Linked DNA regions of Arachis hypogaea: region 1 is linked to region 2. A link is a contact called in public Hi-C data. All regions are on one chromosome and are shown on one strand. Each heading gives the region's core, a stretch centred on a gene start, on an enhancer-like site or on the middle of the called end of the contact. The rest is flanking DNA. Distances are from core to core; before and after follow the strand shown. Region 1 holds the start of LOC112800926. Region 2 holds the start of LOC112800924.

Region 1 (6,184 bases), core at 3,093-5,592, 190 kb after region 2:
TAATAAACAATTTAGAGCACCAAAGAGATGACCTTACTATGGAGAAATTAGGCATTCCTTGACATTAAAAGACGATAAACAACAAACAATTCAACTTCATAGTTCATACCTTGTCTTCAACGCAAGTTTCCTCATGCGTATCCGCATCTGGGTCATTTTGGTCAATCGTTGCTTTGTTTTGTGTATAAGAAGCTTAGGCCAATACATCTATCAATGAGCCAATGCAAAAAGGTGAGACAACCAATTCTGAAAAGTACGAGTAAAAACATCGAATATTCAAATTTTCAAACATAAAAACACGCATGGATCTGCAGTACCAGATGTTTGTCAATGACTTCAAGTGCCTTTTCATAATTCCTTGGCAGCTTAACTCTTTCCCACAACTTGTTTGGCATATGAGCTCTTTCTATAGTTTTCATGTAAAGGTAAAACACACCTGCAGTACCCAACATAATTCCATTACTATCTACATATTCGCACCAAACTCAACTTATTGCGAGGTTACCATTTAATAACTGACACACTATGCACCAACCAGAATCAATTTCTCCTACCCTATGAATTTAATTTTGATGCACAAATGGTCCAAAAGTTATACTATCATTCAATCACATGACTATATCACAAAATATGGTTCAAGTCCCACACCCACTACTACTTGAATAATCATGCAAATAAACTAATATGATGGATTCATTGTGCAAAAAGCCTTTACATTCTCAATGTATCAAAATTAAACTCCTATACTATATTGAAATATGGAAAACAAGTTCCACATCAAGGTATCATATCAAACTCGCTGTAAAGCATGGTCTTAATATGCCATCTTCTTATAGTAATATAGTGATACTTTCCAAAGGAAACAAAGTTTAACATCAACTTAGAATATGCTTGACAATCACAAACCCCACAAGCATAATATCGTTCACTATGCACTAATTTCAAGAAAAAAAAAAACTCAACCAAAAAATAAATTTAAAAAATCCAAGAGAACAAATAAAAAAGAAGAGCTTAATAAAAAGCAAATATGGTTTATGAGCAAAGTTACCATTTTCCTCTCGTATAGTAGCATAGCGACTGTTAGCTAAGGGGCACGAGCTTCGATTGCAAAGTCCAGTAACATTGTAAGGGTTTCTACAAAAATTCCCCGTCGTAATTCTACACAAAAAGAAAAATAAACCAAAAAATCTGTGAAAATTTGGAACTTTTGACAAAAACAAGGAGAAAGAACCATGAGAGTAATGAAAATAATTGAAGCAGAGAATGGTAGTGTTTCTTTACTTGGCCATGAAACTACAATGGTTGTGCCTGATAACGTGCCATATAACCTCATCGTGCTGCATCTTTGGAGTGGGGTTTTAAAGGGGACTTTTGATTCCAGTGGTTTGACAATGGAGTTGGCGGCAGCGCCTGTAAACAAGAAGTTGCAGGAGCGGCGGCTGTGAGCTATGAAGAAGAAAGGAACTTGTGCAGTTGTGCTTCCCTGGAACGACATCATTTGATAAACTCAAATATTTCCATACAAATACACAAACTTGCAACATGCAAAGGTATTGTCATCAGGATAATTAAAATGAAAATTAAAATCCATAACCTGATACCAATTAACCATAAGAAATTCTAAGGTGTAGACCCAAGCAACCTCAGATAACCTGTCATCTTTTTCAATCCATTTAGTTTAAATTTTATCACGAATAATTGCTTACTTGCCTACATATCGCTTTCCTTAATACCTATATTTCTCTTTCCTGAATCTGCATAAATCCCTTCAAGCCTTCAATTCGAAATTTCGCAGTGTTGGACCCTTGATCCTCCCATTCATCTGATTTCCAAACCCTAAGTTCCAAGGATTAAATAATACACTTTCTTATGTGCACTATTTCATTTTGGCTATCACGACTCATCCTCGTCTATTCTACATGATATTCAACAAGCTGACAGGCACAATATTAAAAAGAATGATATAAAAACATCTACTGAGGAGCGAGGGAGAGTTGAGAGCTCAGAGAAGAGGGTGAGTTTGTGGGTGGCTACCGAGGGTTTCTGATTCTGCTAGAACTAGGAATTAGGGTTAGGTTTTTTAATTTTTCGGCTTTTAAGCCTTTTATAATTATGGTACGGGTAGTACCTAAAAATTCATGGGTTTTTTTATGGACAAAAAAAATTAATATTTACTCTTTTAAATGTTATAAAAAAATTTTACCCTTTTAAACGTTCACTAATAATTTCATAAACAGAGACTATTTAACTGTCAAAAATTATACAACAGTGAAACAAAGCAATTATACAAGTATTGTCTGCGAAATAAGAGAAACCACACTATAAAATAACCAAGGTTCTGAAAACCGGAACGATCATCAAACCGCTCGTCACTGGTTCACTGGTTTAGTGGTCCAACCGGTCTAACTGTGGTTCAACGGAAAAATCGTTCCATAATAAAATAATAAATAAATTATAAATAAACATCCTAAATATCTTTGAAATTTAAAACCCTACATAAAATATCACCAACTAAATGTAATTAATCACCAAAATATGCAATGACTTGCTGCAAATTTGTTGACAATTAACATAATTATACTTCTAATAAAAATAGCTAGATTGAATTACAATGCACAAGTTAAAGATAGAGAATATTGTCTTAATGTAGCTAAGTCAAAAGGTAAAACAAAAAATGATAGTGTTGCACAATAAACACAACAGAGCCTGAAACAAACACACAACAGAGGCTGAAACAAAAACACAACAAAGCCTGAAACAAAAAAATCCAACACGGAGGAGGGGTAGCAAGTCGGCAGATATCAAGAACAGGGACAGTGCAACCAAACAATGAACAAAACAATGAAAACATAATTTTTTTTATATAACAGAACAATCAAAACATGAATCATACAATCACTAATTGCAAATTTTTTCTTCATAAGAACAGAACAATGAAAACAAGAAGCATATAATAAATCAAAAAATCACCAATTGCAAATTTTTTAATAAGAACAGAAGTTAGAACAGTGAAAAATGAAGAAAGATTAACAGTTTTCAACCCAATTTTAACAAAGCTCATCACGATGATTAACAACAAAAAAAAAACAATGAAGGAACAGTGAATCAATAATAGAGTTGTCAATTTAAAATTTATCATCAAATACAATCAGTGAGCAAAACCAGTCAACCAAGTACTGACTGGACATTCGAAAAAAAAAAATCAAAAGAACATTTAAATCACAGCAAAAACACAACAACAACAATAGGAACATTTAAAACAAAGCAACCCAAAAAAAATCAAAAAATCACCATTGCTGAAAACAATGATTTGATACGTGTATGCTCAAAGAATTAAAAGCTAAGCTTACAGGAAAGTGAAGAATACCCAAACCAAAGAACCTTCAATCACAGCTTAAATCAAGAACAGAAAATCACAACAAAAACAAAAAAAAATTAAAAGTAACAGAAGAACAACAGAACAACAACACAAGAACAATTAGCAAATTAACAAATTCACAATAACAGTTAAAATTTACCAGAAGAACACTAATGCAAGTAGAATCATCATGCTAATATGTTTTTTGCAAAGATGCTTTTTTTTGTGCAGCTAAAATTTCCTAATTACTAAGATCCAATTATTCTAATTTCACATGCAATCAACTTACTAAGATTCTAAAAGCTAGAAATTATAAAACCATCCAGAAATATGGTTAAAGCATTTCATCAAACATGTTGAGTGCGGTAAAATTAAAACGAAACAAGAGAATTCAAAGCTTAATATCAATGTGATAGAGAAGAGAACATAACTATTGTTACTTATTGTAATGGAAATCAGAAGTTGCAGAGTTTGAAGCAGAGTATTGCTGTTGTGTGAGTGTATTGTCTGGGGTTTAGGGAACTCACGGTGGCGACAAAAGAGAGCAGTTCGACGGCCAGGTGGAGCGCGCGGGTTGGTCGCAGAGTTTGAAGCACAGCAACGTGGCTTCCAGACGAACGCGAATGCGAACTCGAACGGTGAACGGCGAGCGAACGTGAACGGCGAAGAACGCGAACGAAGACGACAGCTGAACGAAAACCTGAACGTGAACGGCACACAAACGGCGACGGAAGCGCGGCTGAGCAGATAAAGACGACGGACGCCGAGCTCGAGGAAGCAGCCGCGATCGGTGACAGCGAACAGGGGTTGAAGACTTGGAGCACGAGGGAAGCTAGATAGACGGACGGATGGCGAACTTTGAGTGCGATGGACGGCGGCAGTATGCCACTCCTTGCGGCTGTGTGGTAGGCTTACAGTGCTAGGGTTTTTAGGCTGGGTTTGTGTGATTTCTTTCTGAATGAAAGAAAGAATGGGAGAAAGGGAGAAAGAAACGAAGGAGCTTCCGTTTTTGTGTAAACCGGGCGGGTTCCGTTCGGTCCGACCGACAGGTTTTCGACCGGTTTAACGGTTTCTCACCGACATGCCTGACCGGGACTATTAATGTTGTTGGTTCGTGGTTGAATCGGTCCGACCAGACAGTTCGGTCCAATTTTCAGAACATTGAAAATAATGCAGTTGCGCATTATATTCAAATCATTTATTTAGTTTGAAACTCGTTAGAATTCAGACAAAAAGAAAGAGAAAGAAATAAGAAAAAAAAGAGCAAACAGGAGGGAAAAAACGCTTTTGTCATAATGATTCGGAGTAACATCAACTATTTGAATGAAGGCAGATATATTGCAGGCATAGCTATAAGAAACGAATTGGTGATCAAATCGGTCAAACTACTAATTTACTGATTTATTGGTTCAATCGATAAATTACTGGTTGATCCGGTAAAATCAGTCATATGTAAATAAAAAATATAAAATAGTAAAAAAATCTTAAAAATTTTAAAATACACATCTTTACCAATATTTTAAGAACGACTAAGTCTCAAATTTTAAAGACAACTAATACAAATATAGACATAAAATTAGTTAGTATTACTACAATAGTATTTTAATTTGACAATAAGAATACAAATCCATAATATCAGTAAATTTTAATAATAATATTAAAACAGATAACTTTAATCACAACACTAACATTAAAATAGATAAAGATTAATAATTTTTTAGTAAAATTTATATTTCTATAATAATAGTACATAGTTAAAAATTTCATTAATTCAAAAAATAGAGAATACAAAATTAAAATTAAATTAGATATTTATATACTTATTTAATTCAAAGATTTACTATATAATTAATGTTTGTCACATATAACAACGAGAAGTACATTGATAGAGTGGTACTGAAGGTGGATTGCACTTAAGAGGTTCCTTGTTCAAACCTTGCCTCTAATATTTTGGAATTTTCCAAATTTAACTGGTTTTCTCCAATTTTCACTGGTTCATGCCGGTTTCCACCTTTAAAAGGTCCAAAGAACAAACCGAACCAGTTCATGATTTGGTTTATCGATTTTTCGGTCGAATCGATCGATCCGGTTCAATTTTTACAACTATGATTGCGGGCTATATTGATTATCAGGTTAGAATTTAAATTAATTTTTTGTTTATTATATTATAGTTGTTAGTTGGTTACTTAGTAGTTATAAGTTTAGGATAATTTTAATATATTAGAGAATATATATTTATAAATATATAAATTAGGGAGACTTTTAAATTTAATGTAGAAATTTTTTAATTTAGTCTACATGTTGTAATTTTTATGAAATGAGATAAATATTTATTTATGAGCAATAAATTTTTAGAGATGTTTTACATAATAGATGTTATTAGTAGTATTGGTTAAAATTTAATGAAGAAATCTTTGGATTTAGGCTAATTGTTGTATTTTATTATGATTGAAATGAATGATGATTTATGGTTGATAGAGTTTTAGAGGTACTTTAGATAATAGGTATTATTTTTAGTGGTGGCTTAAATTGAGCTTGATGTCGAAATTACACAGAGTCGACGGGTCCTATTTTCGAGGAGGAATATGGACTCAGGAGTGGAAGGACTGCCTGATGCATTACTGTCTTATTTGGAGGAGATTAGTTTCGTCCATGTAGCTCGAGTTAGAGATTTTCACTTCGACAACTCGCTCCTTTTAGTTTTTGTCGTGCGATGGCATCCAAAGAGACCCATTCATTTCACATTCCATCGGGTGAGTGTATCATCATCCTTCAAGATGTTACTTATCACCTTGGCTTGTAGACACATAAGGAGCTGATAGGTGG
Region 2 (6,062 bases), core at 1,073-3,572:
TTATCTTCTGGGTCGAAGCTACGAAAGTTGCTGAATGCCTGAATCAATCAAGGTTGTAAAAACCAAACCGGTTAAGTGAATGGTCCAATTAAATTAAACCATAATTACACCGGTTAAATTAAATATAATATTTAATTTTAATCAGGAGTGTTTGCAGTACGGTTTGGTTCGGTTTTTGAGAAAAAAGTCATCCGATCCAATTATTCAATTAAACTACGGTTCGGTTTGATTCGATTTTTTTATTAAGGTCATCCAAACCAAATCAAACCAATTAAAATCGGTTTGATTTGGTTCGGTTTGTTCAGATTTTTCAATCAATTCAAAAAATATACTATCATACTATTTCACAAAGTCATAACATTGAAATCGATAAGCACAAATACACCATAGCTAACAAAGTCTTGATCCAACAAAATACATTAAACTTACTATAAATAAATAGCAGAAACAATAAATTAAATTAAAAGAACAAATACATTATTGAGTTTTGGTTTTCCACTCTAAAGAATGCACATTGATATAAATGTCTCTTCTGGAACACTCCATGATTTAAATTTTGAAATACATAGCATATTCTTCTCTAATTCATCTTAAATGAGAAAATTTGAAATAGGAAAAAAAAAAAGGCAGCAGCAACTATCATATCCAGTGCATCTGAGTTTGTCTCCTACATAGTATGATGTCAGAAGTTTACAAGCAACATAAATCGCTTAATAAAACAAAGTGCAGTGGTCAAAGAAAATAGTCATTTTGCTTTTGTTGATTGTGTTAATTAAGTAGACCTGCGAGAGATAAAAGAGAAGAACAAAAGAATAGCCACTGCATTTTATGTGGCAGTGAATAAAATTTCGGTATTATAAACCACAGTGGTATGATGAGATCACATTCTCTAGTCATCAAGTAAGAATATTGCAATGACATCATACAACAGACAATGGAGGAGCTTTACAGCAGATGGTTGCTGTTGTTAACATTGTAAGGGACTTTAAAATGGCAACTGATGTACATAAATAGTTACAAAGATCTAATATGACATGAAATCACAAAGAAATCAATCCCAAATGGATTACAATAAGCCATGACGGTAAGGAACACAATAGATAAAAAACAATAAATAGCAGAAACACAACAAATAAATTAAAAACAGAACGATACCAACAACCAGCAACAATACCAACAATAAAGTAATTGAACAAAAGTAATTCAAGAATATCCAGTTTCTCATGACATATACTAAATCATTAGATACAATGAGAAGGTAATCTAATACTTCAAAACTGCTTCTATTTTTTCATTATTCAAATTTATCTTACTATACTGATTTCAATCACTTTCTATCAAGATCCAGAACCTCCAACACTTATAAATCATACTAAATCACTTCAAAAGTAATTTTTTATTTCATATTATTTTTCCAAAAAAACTAATAATAATAATAAACCAGAAGCAGTTTCAGATAAAGTTTTCAGATATTTTCAGCTAACTGTATCATTGAACAAGTATGTCTAGCAGATCGAAGAAATGGAACACATACCCTTCGACATCAAACAATACTAAGCTACTTCAGAGTATGATAAAACCTATTTGACCATGGTAGGTTTTCAAGATTACACATCTTCCGGCAGTCACATAATTCTTGGACAGAGCATCTCCTAAACAAATACATTGAACAGTGAACCACACATTGAACAATCAGAAGCAATTTCCCTAATCAAATACAGTGAACAGTGAACCACATAACCAACAATCAGAAGCAATTTCCCTAAACAATGAATAACAAATAAACCAATGAACAGTGAACCAGCAATCAGAAGCAATTTCAATAAACAATGAACAATAAATAACACAATGAACAACAATCAAAAGCTGTTGAACAGAATAAAACAATGAATCAATAATTATTAAACAAAAATTAGTCAACGGGCTCCATATCTGACTTGAATCGGTGGCTGTTGTGGGTGGCCAGAAATGCTGCTGGGAAGAAGGCTTCGGCGTGCTGTGTTATGTTGTGCTGTGCTCGGTGGCTCGGAGGGAACTGGGAGAAGGCTTCGGCGCTGCTGGGAAGAACACTGCTGGGTCCGTGCTCGCTGTCGCTGGGAAGAGCGATGCTGGGTCCGTGGTCGCTGGGAAGAAGGCTTCGGTGGCGCTGCCAGGTGCTGGAAGGAAGGTCTTCGAGCTCGAGACTCCAGTGGAGAGAGCAAGAGTGCGAGACTGAGGAGAGGAGAGTCTCGAGACACCTAGATCTAGGTTTACGTTTGGGGGTGTGGACTGGGGAGGGGGGTTAGGTCGCGAGTGAGTCAGGATAGGAGAGTCACATTAGGGTGGGGGGTTTGGTTTTTTAGGGTTTTTAATATACCGGTTCGGTTCGGTTCAGTTGAGGTTTTTATTATCAAAACCAAAAACCGAACCGAACCGTAATAAAAACAGCAAAATGTATTTTTTTCGGCTTTCGATTTGTTCGATTTTCGGTTTTTTTGATTCGGTTGATCAGTTTAGATCGGTTCGGATCGATTTTGAACACCCCTATTTGATATTGGCTGGAATTTGGATGCACCACTGATATAGCATAAAAGAGGCTTAACTGGATATAATAAACCTGCAGCCTTGGTATAGTCATTGTAAAATTTTGTAGCATCTTCAAGGTTTCTAAAAATTATTCCAACCTTGGGAACAAGCTGCTCATCAACAACAGAGAGGGGTTGCAAAAAATATGTTAAAAACAAGAAAATACTAGAATTTCTGCACCTCATAAAAAAAATAATAATCAAAGTAACATACACCCAAGGACTCTTGATATACACCCGAACGACAACAAGTCAATTAAAAATAACAAGAAAAACCATAAACTGTAAATACACCCAAGCTTCTCTAAAATACACCCAAACCTCCCTAAAAATACACCCAAAAAGTTCTGATCTACACCCAAGTGTCTGCTATAAATTGCAGATAATTAATCAAAACTAATACATTAGATTCAATCCACAGATTATGTTAACGCATTAATTTCAGAGTCTATGTTCACGAATTATTCAGCTAGACAATCTTAATTAGTTGAAACTAAATCAAACCTCAGGAACTTCGTTCGATTTAAATTTAAAATACACTTTGCCGTGATTGAGCTGACAATCTGAGATTGAATCCACTTCGCCGTGATTGAGCTGACAATTTGAGGTTGAATCATCCATTATCTTCAAAAGGACTTCAAAATTTGATTTCAGGAACCAGAAAATCGAAATAAAACAAAGCTAGCGTTACAGTTCGCAAAACTTAGGTGAATGACGAAGAACAAAGAAGTGATAAACGCAGAAGAAAGAAGAATTCAAAAGACCAGGGGAGAACGCGAGAAGAAGAACGAAGAAATTTGGCAAGAGATTCGAAGAAGGTAACGAAATCTTTTGAAGGTTGGAAGAGAGATATTTGCGCGTTAATTGAGTTTGATTGAAACTAAATTCTATTATATAGCGCGTAACTTGTACGTAACAATTGGAGCGCGTTTAGGATATTAGTAAGCTTCAGCACTTGTAACACTTGTAAATGCTAATTGCTTGTATGCTAAGATTAATTGTTTTAAAAAATTCAGAACAAATCAACATATTTTCAATCTACATATTTTAATATTCTTCTTTAATAAGTAATAAGAGATCATTTTAATTAAATTACCTTAAAATATTTATATAATTTTTTTTTGTCAATAAATTTGATATTTTTTTAAGACTCAAAAAATTGTTAATAGAAAAATATATGAGAATTACGAATTTTTTTTTCGGTACACTTTTTTTATATTATCCTATTTTATTTATTTATTATTCTTATACTTTGATATTTAAAAAAAAAAAAGTAGCATGTTTATTTTTCTTATTTTCCACTATTTGTAGAGAAATAAAAACCTCTTCAAATGCATATTCCAGAGAACCTCAGACTTATTCTCTGGTTGGGGAGCTCAAATGCTCTTTTCACCGCTGCTCTTTGTTAACATCGGTAGCTGGGTACGTCGGATCTCTGTCTTAGATGTCGAGCTCACCCTGAGACTATCCTTCATTGCTTGAGGAATTGGTCAAAGACAAAAGCTGTCTGGACTCTTTTGGGTTTCTCAAATCCCACCTTTTTCAATGTTCAATCCTATAAGACTTGGATTCTAAAGGATTTTGGAGGCGATAAGTTGCACATTTACAGCAGAACTATGGTGCATTTGGCTGGACAGAAATGAAGAACTCATCAAGAATAAGTGCTCTTCTGCTTTGTCGGTCAATTTCAAAGTGCGTGCTATGTCGGAAACTTTCAAAATAGGATAAATTTTCAACATCCATAAACTGATTCAACTGCCTCCTAGCTCGTGATCTTGTCCTGAGCATGGATTTTTGAAATTGATCTGCTACGATAGTGTATTCAAGGAAGAAGAGTGGGCGGAATTTGGTTATGTTCTCTGAGGTGAATATGGTAACTGGATTCATGCCAGCTCTGGTAAAGTGCCAAGAGTTAGTGTCCTTCGTGCAAAAATTTGGGCAATTTAGAGTGGTCTGTTGATGGCTTCAGTGGTTGGTGCAAACCATGTTATCTGTAAGGTGGACTTAATGGATGTGTTTCTTCTTGTTAGTTATTGGTGCTTCCCAGACGAACATGAAGAAAAGGAATTGCAACAAAAGATTTTTGAGCTCAAGAACCATAGAAGTTGGAAACTGCATTTTGTGTTGTTACAACGAGGTGCAAATAATGTTGCTGACTGTTTGGCAAATTTTGGGGCACGTGGTAGCTATAATACAGTAGATTGACTGCAACCACCATCTGCTATGCTTCGATTGCTCATGGATGACATAACTTAGGCAGTTCATCCTTGTTTTGTTTATCGCTCTAATTGTTTAGATTTTTTTTTTTTTTGTTTCTTGTTAGTCTTTGCTCACCAAAGGGAAAAAAATCTCTTCAAATTCATATTCATATTTTGGCCTACCACTTAAAAAAAATTAAGATAAAGATAAATATTCATGATTCTGGAATATAATTTATCTTTTATAAATAATTAACATATTTTTCGGTCCATATTTACTTTATTTTGTACAACATGATATTATGACCATTATTTTTTTTTAATCTATGTTTATTTTAAGAATATAGATATATGCTTATTGTGTGCTTTTATAGTTGAGTATTTTAAAAGTTTTTATTGTGATTTTATTTTCAATCACAATGATATAAACATGGTTACGACAATATTAAAATGATAAAATTAAAAAATTGAATAATATATTAATAAAAATTACAAAACTAATTTCCTAAATATAATAAAAAAAAGTGGCTAAAGAAGTGATGTGCCTGTTAAGCACTAAGGTAGTGTTTGTTTGTAGAGACACGATAGAACAGGACACAAAGACAATAGGACAGAGACATTAAAAATTATGTTTTGTGTATCGTGTTTGGATACGATGGATAGGACACTAATGTAATGTCCAGTATTATGTTTGGATACATATGGACAAGACTAAGATATTATATGAAATGACTAAAATAGTTATGTGATTCCAAATTTTCTAGTATAAACTAATTTAATAAAGAGTGAGAGTACATAGGAGTACAGACAGTAGGAACTTCAAAAAAATATTTGAAGCAGTCAAAAATTTTAATAAAAAATTATATAATAGTATTTATATTAAAATAAAATTTATAAATATAATTATTTTCTTTTTAAATTTATTATTAATATGTAGGAATACATATGGTTAATATTAACAAAAAAAATAAGTCTAAGTTTGATTAATAAAAAATTTCGATTAGGTTAATAAGCCAAATTAATTTTAAATACAAAATCACTTTTACAAAAAAATCCATTTTTACATGGAAAAAAAATAATTTTTGCACATAAAAATCTATTTTTATTTAGAAAACTATTTTTTTTTTATCTAAAATTTTATTTTTCTTTTCAAAAAACTAATTTTTCTTTAAATTATATAAAATCAATTACAATTTATAAATTATTTTTTAGCATTTTAAAATATTAATTTTATCTTTATAATATTTATCTTTTAAAAGTCTCAAGACTAATTATTTTTGTTATTATTTTTATTACAAAT

The links. Hi-C and Micro-C count contacts between places; a contact is called where the count stands out from the background.
Region 1: a contact with region 2 is called in a Hi-C map of leaf, with 3 times the contacts expected there. The contact joins the promoter of LOC112800926 here to the promoter of LOC112800924 in region 2. A contact is called at or near these places in 2 of 8 Hi-C or Micro-C datasets (leaf and an unstated tissue).

Annotation. Positions count from the first base shown.
Region 1 is chr5:18,857,616-18,863,799 of arahy.Tifrunner.gnm2.J5K5, forward strand. LOC112800926 reads right to left here and starts at 4,343. Exons shown (of 10, transcript XM_025843380.3): 1 at 3,886-4,343; 2 at 1,282-1,483; 3 at 1,049-1,158; 4 at 318-436; 5 at 110-207. The coding sequence starts at 1,343.
Region 2 is chr5:18,669,619-18,675,680 of arahy.Tifrunner.gnm2.J5K5, forward strand. LOC112800924 reads right to left here and starts at 2,323. Exons shown (of 14, transcript XM_025843379.3): 1 at 1,938-2,323; 2 at 1-38.